3 separate regions of the Rattus norvegicus genome follow, and all the other regions are linked to region 1. A link is a contact called in public Hi-C data. All regions are on one chromosome and are shown on one strand. Each heading gives the region's core, a stretch centred on a gene start, on an enhancer-like site or on the middle of the called end of the contact. The rest is flanking DNA. Distances are from core to core; before and after follow the strand shown. Region 1 holds the start of Jade1 (jade family PHD finger 1). Region 2 has its middle 200 kb from the start of Pgrmc2. Region 3 has its middle 210 kb from the start of Jade1.

Evidence for each region. A called contact is a pair of places that touch in the nucleus more often than the background predicts.
Region 2: a Hi-C map of kidney shows a contact between it and region 1, with 5 times the contacts expected there. The contact joins the enhancer-like site here to the promoter of Jade1 in region 1. A contact is called at or near these places in 2 of 12 Hi-C or Micro-C datasets (the A7r5 cell line and kidney).
Region 3: a contact with region 1 is called in a Hi-C map of the A7r5 cell line, with 3 times the contacts expected there. The contact joins the enhancer-like site here to the promoter of Jade1 in region 1. A contact is called at or near these places in 2 of 12 Hi-C or Micro-C datasets (the A7r5 cell line and Schwann cells).

What each region holds. Positions count from the first base shown.
Region 1 is chr2:126,469,688-126,472,672 of GRCr8, reverse strand. Jade1 (jade family PHD finger 1) reads right to left here and starts at 1,549. Exons shown (of 11, transcript NM_001415052.1): 1 at 1,391-1,549.
Region 2 is chr2:126,215,021-126,218,005 of GRCr8, reverse strand. No RefSeq gene overlaps it. Among named protein-coding and RNA genes, the nearest start is that of Pgrmc2, 200 kb to the right of the region's middle. Within about 2 kb of position 1,520, at least 15 of the 93 cell types and tissues checked have an H3K27ac peak or open chromatin away from gene starts, as enhancers often do. A contact at or near this core is called in kidney, where this site is marked.
Region 3 is chr2:126,261,883-126,264,867 of GRCr8, reverse strand. No RefSeq gene overlaps it. Among named protein-coding and RNA genes, the nearest start is that of Jade1, 210 kb to the left of the region's middle. Within about 2 kb of position 1,462, at least 11 of the 93 cell types and tissues checked have an H3K27ac peak or open chromatin away from gene starts, as enhancers often do. A contact at or near this core is called in the A7r5 cell line, where this site is marked.

The DNA of each region.
Region 1 (2,985 bases), core at 300-2,799:
TTGAGGCACCCCCACCGGCGGTGCTGTGCACCTGCCTCCCGCCGCTGCGCTCCGCCACTTTGAGCAGCAGCGGCGTCCTCAGCCCCGCCTCCTGCCCGAAGGCGGGCGGGAGGGGGGTTGGGGGGCGGGTAGGAGGTGGAAGGTATCGAATTTCTCCAGCAAATGGGACCGTTCCGAAAGGATTCGGTTCTCCGGTCAACATTCCACATTCCATCCCTCTCCCGCATTTGCAAGCCTAAGCCGAGCCGACCCGGAAAGCCTACTGGCTACCGAACAACAGCACCCAACTCGCAAACACACTCACAGGCACCAGACACGTGCACGGGAAGGTTTTGCAACTTGCAGTCCCGGGGTGCACACCGCGTGTGCATGTGCTACAAGGGGAGCCAGGAGACCCAGAGACCCCACCCCCACAATTTGCAGATGGTGCCAAAGGTTGCAATCTGCAGTCCGTTTTAAGTTCATGATTAATAGGTACTTTGCTCTACTGATGAAGTCCTTCCCAATTTCACCGATGAAGTCTTACACTTTACAAGCAGTCTCGCTGGAAGTAAAAGGTCTCATCATTGGAAACCCATTCTAGAAAAATCTAATTGCCAAGCGGTCCCTTCATCCCCTTCTCACTGCCCTTGAATTGATGCAATGAATATGTTGGACATGTGGTGACGCGGTGACAAGAACCAGGGCTGCGGCCACTTCACACAGATGTACCACCCTCACACCTATGTTTGGAAAAACATACCCTCACAGCCTCCTTCCCCACACACACTGTCAAACACTCTGGAAACATGTATGTACGCGAACCTGCGCTCTGCCATTGCCATCTGTCTACCAAGTTGCTAGCTACTATGCTTTCTTTCCACTTTCACGCAGCCTAAGGCACTTTGGCTTTTTTTTTTTTAATGTATAAACTGGGTTTCTGCTGCTGAAAACGTTGGATGAATCACCTGAAAAGCCTCATGTTCTTCGTACATTTAAAAGGAAAAGCTCTAAGCCTTCGCCCTCCTCCGATTGAAAATAATAATCGGAATAGAACTTACTGATCCGACACCGATCAATTCCCGGGCTCCGCGGCCATCCCGGCCTCGTCGCCGGCCCCCACCCGGCGATGCCCAAGTTGCTGGTGGGATAGTGCCTCGGCGCGGGCGGCCGCCTCCTCCCTCCGCGCTACAGATCCACAGCCCAATCTTTTGGCGCCATATTAATGACGTACTATATTATTTCCACTAGGCAGCGACCTTCGGCATTACATTACTCCCGAGAACTCCCGAGCGAAGCAACAAAACCATCAAATATGGCTGAGTCTCTCGGCTCGTCCTGCAGCCGCCGCGGCCGCGGCCTGAGACGCGCACCCCGACCCGCGCGCCCCCGCGCCTCCGCCCCCGCGTACCTGCTGCGCACGGGCTGGGCCTCCGCGGGCTGCACGCTGCGCCGCATGAGTCCGGGCCACAGAGGCCGCGCGGGGAGCCGGGCGAGCCCCTGCTGTCGCCCGCGCGCTCGGCCGGCCCGGCGCGCCCAGGCCCTCCCGGTAGGGCGTGCGGCTGGCGGCAGAGGAAGCGCCGGGACGCAGACTCATTTCTGGGTCACTGCTGCCACAGGGGGGAGCACTTTAATCCCCAGCCAAAAGGAGAGGGTGGGGACAGTGGGGCGGGGAGCCGCTGGTAGGGGCTCGCTCCCTTTAACTCTTGGGGTCCTGACTGCAGCTAAAGGGGCTCTCTTCTTGCACCCACCTCGGGAGCCCTCAAGGTGTCTCCTAGGAGGAAAAGGGTTTATGAAATCACCCCCTCCAAATCTGCTGTCCCAGTTCCAACTCCGGGAGACATGCAGAAATGCATTTCTTGCAAATTACCTTTAAATCAGGTCGATTAAAAACGTGGATATTAAAGCGGATAGTTTGGGAGAAATGTTTTTGTTTTTAGGCTGAATAAGAAAATAATTTGTTTTTGTAGTAACAGTTTTGAAGGAGTTGCGAATTCGAATGACAGTTTTTAGCACAAACAATCCAATTCTGGGAGGGGGAACCCCAGCTTTACCTAATTTGTATTGAACTCACAGCAAATTAGCATTAATCCACTAAAAAACAGACTTCTTCTATAAACTTTTATATTACAGAGCGTTCTGGTCAGAACTGGATATTTTTCTCCTTCCACATAGAACTGGGACTAATGCTAAAATTCGAACTTTAGACTAGTATAAAAGCAATCACCAGAGACTCATGTTGATACATATGTGTAAAAAAATGAGTGATTGTTGGTTTTTCACATACTAAAAACTAACTTTTATATGGAGAATAATTATGTTCATAGAGTCCTCAAGGACTCTGTGTTGTATATCACATTCAACATCCAAAGGGGGGAAATACACATTAAAACTCCCATTTAGAAAATAAGAACAATAATTATTAATTACAAAATCAGATATTGAACCCAAAGGACAAGATTGTGCATTGCAATCATCCATAATTCTGTATAAAACAGGTTTGATTCACAGACATCTATCTAGAACCCCAGTCTGATAAATGGGAGAATAAACCTAACTGTGCCTTTCAATTATTTTTCAGGAAACAAAGCAAAGCAGCAGCAATCCTAAATGTATGTGCTTTTTCCCCTCTCCATTTCCTTAATAAGGAGCATAAAGACTCCCTGGCATAAAGACACTCCTTGGCAGGCAGGATTTCTACTGTGCTCACTCAGTCCTGCTCAGAACAGGTGAGGTACTACCAAATGAGGACTAGAACCCTTACTAGTTCTGTGTGGCTTACAGTTCGTGCACCCACACCCACACACCCACACACACCCACACCCACGTGCACACACATGCGTGAGAAAGGGGAGGGAAGGAGGGGGAGGGAGAGAGAGAGAGACAGAGACAGAGACAGAGACAGAGACAAGGGAACCCAATGAGAATTCAAGAGCAGGCTTTCAGAAGGGATGATGGGTCTCCAACCACACTGCAATCTCATTCATCTTTCTGTGACAAACTGAT
Region 2 (2,985 bases), core at 271-2,770, 250 kb after region 1:
CAGGTACACCCAAAGAAACAGGAGGATCATGAGAATTTGCTGGCACTCAGTAGAGGGGTAAACTGAGGCACTCTGGGTTCAGGGAGAGACCCTATCCCAAGAAAGAATGATAGAAGACACCTGATATCTTACTCTGGCCTCTGCATACATGCACAAGGGCATGTGAACCAAAGTATACGTGTGTACAAATACACATAAACATATACATACATGCACAGGTCTGCGTAATTAGGAGATACAATCGAGGGCATGGCATCTTGACTTAGGAGTTCATTTTCCATTTGGAGCTTTGTCCGTCTACAAGAACTTTCCCAGCCATGGCAGCCACTAAAATGAAGAACTGAAATTTGAAACAGAATCAAGATATAATTCAATATAAATAACTAAAATGAGACTGCTCCTCCCTTGGAGCTGCTCTCATTCCCCAGATTTCGTTCTCATCTCTCCTCAATAAACCTAATAAATCTATCCTTGCTTTGCCCAAAAGATTACACTAAGATGAAAATTGTTGTAAATGAGTTTCTCTTTTGTTTTGGTTTGGGGTTTTGGTGCTGGGTCATACACGCCAAGCACGTGCTTTGCCACTGAATTATACCCCTAGGCCTTATTGTAAATGTTTTAATTTCACTTTTTTCTGTTTGAAATGTTTATTTTGAAGTACTGTTTTTTATTCTGTTTGGGGGTTGTCTGTGTGCTTGTCTCTGAGACAGAGTCTCTTGCTTGAACTTACTTTGTAGTTGCAGATGACCTTGAACTTCTGATCCTCCTGTTTTTATTTGCCAAGCACTGGAACCGCAGGTATGTGCACCACTACATTGGAGGAGTATGTTTTAAAATGGACACACTATAGTTTGCTACATGATATATTACACGACAAACTACAGCAAGCATATATAGAACAACACTAGGTATGGTGGCTCATATTTGCAATCTCAGCACGTAGGAGAATGAGACGGGGGATGACTACAAGTAGGAAGTTGGTCTGGTCGACACAGCGAGTTCTTGGGAAAATGTACCTGAGATTTTCTTATATTTGAACACTGATCAATGGTTCACAGTATTGGCCTCCACGCTGCTGCTTGTCAACACAGCTGCAAGCCTTTCGTGGCCAACAACACGAGAGATGCACACACTGGTTAGTGCACTGTTGTGTCCAGATTCAGGGGAATGTCAGCTTCTGGGTGCAGAAAGGCACAGTGATAATCTGTAAATTCCAAAGTCTTAGCTTGCTGCTTAGAGAAGGGGAGCAGAGAGAAGCCTCCAGCCCTGGCTTCTAGCCCTAGCCCATCCCCTTTTTCTCAAGAAAGCATATGGAATGCCAGTGGGGGAGAGCCACCACATTACAGGGGTGACCTTCAAGCTGCTCTAATGTTGGTTGTTTTTTTCCTGACGAGGGAAACTATTAGGAACTTAATAGTTTATTATTAGCAACACATTATTTGTTCACAGCCTGGTAATTTGAGACTCATGGGATGAGAACCTTGGACTTACTCAGAGTCCAAGCTGAGCTCCCCACCACACCCTTCAGCAGCTCTGTACTCTGCTTTCTGCCCTGGCTCATACTGTTCCTTCTCCTCTGCTACCTGCATAGGCTATGCTATTCCAGACTCCTGACCCCACATTCCTACTCCCCTCCCCACCTAGCTAACTTCCACTTTCCCATGGCTGAGCTCAAAAACATGCCTTGGAGGAATTGTCCTCTAGCAGCTGTGCTCTGCTCCGCCGCCACAGACTCCCATGGCTCTGTGATGCAGTGTGGTGATGGCTGTGGGGCTGACCATCCACACCAGATTGGGAGCTTCTCACAAGCCAAGGAGGGAGTCTCAAGGGCAGTTACAGCTCCTGGTGCATAGAACACATGCTGCAGATGGTTGCCGAGTGAACGAGAGAGTGAACGAATAGGGGAACGGGAGCATGTGTCGTTCAGCAGACGTTTAGGACCCATAAGATCAAAGCTTAGCCTAGTGGCAAAGCTTCTACACTAAGTCATTGATGGTTTATAGCCAAAAACAAGAGCCAAAGGAATATAAAGAGTACAACTGGGGGAGCCTTCAGCCTGCCCAGAGAAAACAACCTTACCCTCCATAGCACTTTAACCGTGCAGCCTCCATATCACCGGTAGCTTCATATCACCGGCAGTTGTGTCAGTTGATACTGTTCACCTCTGCATCTCCAAGAGAACTCTCCTTCCAAGTGCTGAGGCTTTTTGTTTTTTTGTTTTTTGTTTGTTTGTTTGTTGTTTTTATTTTTAACTAGCTAAGGACCTTTTCCCCTCTTGACATTTGAGAGCACTCTCCTTCTCTACAAGCTTTAAGCAAGCACAATGTGATTTTCCCCCCATGTTCTTTACTCCTCTTAAAATTTGCCTGTGTCGTTATTACAACTAACCCGGCTCGTCCCTTTTGCAATGAAAAGAAAGTTGGCTGGGACCAAACCGCAGAGGCGAGGAGGCAGCTTTTAGTCAGCAAGGTCTGACAGCTCCTCGCACTGTCTGCATCCTCCTCACTCTTGATTTGGCCCTTAACCTAGTTTTCACAGAGACTCTGCCAAATGACAAACACATTCCATCACCCGTGTCTGAATAAATGAACCAGGCTTTTGCCAGAAATGATAAGAAGTCCTGTTTCCAGAGAAGGTTCTAGGCTGCAGCACTCAGTCTGAGGGGTTTTTTTTCCCTTGCCACCGAACGTCACTTGGCTCTCCTTTCCGTAGCAAGTGTGGGCTGTGGCTGCATCCAAGATTGAGCTTCTCTGAGAAGATGAAAGGTTAGGGGCTCAGAAACCAAATTCGAAGTGACCAAAATTAGTCACAATGGCAAAGCAATTGAGCAAATTGTTTTGGAGAGTGGGCAAAGGCTGAGGTGGGGAGGAGGGAGGCAGGAAGAGAGAGACAGACACAGAGAGAGACAGAGAGGGGCCTTCTGTCATATTTTTGTTTTGTTTGTTTTGTTTTGGGTGGCAGAATGTGCATAAAACACATCCGATA
Region 3 (2,985 bases), core at 213-2,712, 210 kb after region 1:
AGGAACGGTGCAATCAGAAGGTGTAACAACAGAAGGCAGAGGAGCCAACCCCCCTGGAGATTGGAAAGAATTAAACATTAAACTTAAGACACTCATCATGGATATTAACATTATTACAGTTGCTTAATATTTAATTCTTAGTGTTCTGTAGGGGACCAGACTCTGTGGAGAATGTAAATTTAGGCATCTATGGGCTTCTTGGGTCTCAAAATAAAATGCATACATAGCAAAAACTTCTCACAGACGTGATAGGAGAGCCATTTCCTACAATGGTCTCAGAATGCACTTTCTAACAATATGGACCCTTTCAAAGCGGCCAACAGGGAGCTTCTGTGCTGCTTGACTCCTTTGGGAGTGATGGAAGCATGTTGTGGTAAAGGTTAGTGTGTAGGTCGTGCTGTCTGAGCTGAGCTTTTCTGCTCTAAAGGATGTACTATTGGCAAGGCCAAAAAGCTAGAGTACTGGGAAATTCATCAAAGCTACCCAAGGCAGCCCAGAAACTCCTTAGTTCTTTCAATCGATATTGTGTAGCACAAAAATCTTAGTTAAGGTTTCTCTTGCTATGATAAAACACCATGACCAAAAGCAACTTGGAGGAAAGAAAAGGTTCATTTGGCTTACACTTCCATTACACTTCTATAATTGAGGTAAAGTCAGGGTAGGAAGTCAAGGCAGGAACCTGGAAGCAGGAACCGATGCAGAGGCTGTGGAAGAACTCTGCTTACTGCTTGCTCAGCCTGCCTTCTTATAAACCACAAGACCACATGCCCGGACCCCCCCCCCCCACGCTGGGCCCTCCTAGAATGCCCCAAATGCTCGCCTAAGGGCCAATCTTCTGGAAGAATTTTCTCACGTGCAGTTCTTTTTAATCTGATAGCTCTGGCTTCTGCAAGGTTAAAAAAGGGAAACAAACAAGCAAGCAAGCAAACAACAACAATAACAAACCCACAACCACCACCAGAACAATTGACAACAGAAACCCAGGATAGCCTGTGTTTGGGATATTTTTTTTCCCGTTGAGTTCTCTGTTTTTAGTCTGCTTTTGAGTACTGTCACTGTTAGAGGCTAGGTATCAAAAAGTGTCAAACCCAGGCCAGCCGGCTTGGGGGCTTGTTTGGGAGGAAGGACTATACATCTCACTTTGCATTTATTTTGCTCCCAGCAGGTTTTTCTGTGCTCACATCTCACACAGTGTATGTTTAATTTAGTGAATTGATTGGGCTGCATTGGCAAACACTGCTGAGATGCTAAGAAGGAAAGTCACACTAGAAAAAAGCCTTTCAAGAGCACAGGCAGCTCTTCAAACACTGCTCTTCCTGTTTTTCCAGACGGAAAACAGTGGTGAACAGTGTAGCTAAAATACACATCACTAAAAGTTGGATGGCCACTTCTAACCACTGCAAGAGGCAGCTGCGGGTCCCACATTCTTCAGGGCGTGCCAGCAGAGAGTGAGCATGCTCCGCCCGTCTAGTCATCCAAATTGGACCTGGCGAGCCTGCATCCAGAGGCTGCCACTTGGTTTACACCCTGACTCATCCCTCCTGGAGGATTCCTCTCCTTTTAGCAGGAAAATGGGAGCCAAGAGAACAGCTGGGGCAGGAGGTGATCCCGATGGGAACCAGCTTACGAAAGCCCTGGAGAAGAATGATCGATCTAGTGACTCCCAACCCACGGAGTGATGCTCACATACGGGATGCGATGCTCTCAGACCGGATGTGAGACGCGATGTGGGTCCACAGAGACCTACCTGCTTTACTTAACGTTACTCACAGTGGCCACAGGGGGAGAATCCACAGGCCTGCTGCCCAAGGAACTTCTGAGCTCACAGGCTGTGTCTCCAGTCAACTCCAGCTCAGGTACTTCTCTATGACTTCAACTGTGTCCCAGATGAATTCTCCCCTCTCTTTCACAATTATAAAATTAAAAAAAAGATGTCTTTCTCTTCATTGTCAATATTTCTCCGTGTTTTGCTGACTGCTTATAGCAGCTCACTGCATTCATTTAATAGTCTGTTTCTAACAAAACTGTGAATATATATATATATGCCTTTTAAACTATGAAACACATAAAACTCATTTTATGTATAAAATGCATTGCCTATTGTAATTGATGCATTAATCAGAATTGTGCATATTTTCTTAATGTAACCGTTTATAATCTCAAAAACTATCCAATGGCTATCAGTCAAATAACTATCAGAGCTTTTGTTAATATATGAAAAAATGATAACCTCATTACGTTCCTTGTTAGCTTTTTTAATGAGACTGAATTAATATATAGCTTTGCTTGTAAATTCATCACTTATTATAAACAGATACATGATTGAATTTCCAAAATATTTTGTACAGGGAAAGCACTCAGCCAGTCCTTGGCCTACAGCTTCCATGAAGATTTTCACTATCTCAGAAATGATGACTATAGAGTGACTATAAATAGTGTTAGGCTTAAATACAGTAGTTAAACATTTTCTGCTTAGTTCTTTTTGCTCAGGTTTACAATTTAGTGAAAGAACTGCGACAAACCCTCTGCTGGAAAGACTTTTACCAGGAAACGTCCTCTATTCTGTCAGAAAGGAACAATTAGTCAAAAGCCTTGTAGTTCACTCGCTTCTTAAGAGACTTCTGTGTAATCTGGCCCTGTCTGTAAGTGTCTGAGATCAGCTAAATCCTGTGGCACATTGTTTGATGGCCCCAGGCAGAAAGCCACAGCATCCCTCTAGTAATGTCGACTGACCTTTTGACATTCAAATAGCAGCAGCCTTGAGGATATTTTTCCCCTCTCTGTATCCCTGGAAAACTAAAGACATAAGGCTTGAGGTGAGAAATACTTAAAGACTTTTATACAACAAGTGGATCATTTATTTCGTAACATTGTTTCAAGTACCAATCATGAGCATAGTCCCATGCCAATTTTAGGAAACATACATGAAGCATTCAGTCATGTCCTCAAGGATACATGACATGTTCCGACATACCCCTGACATAT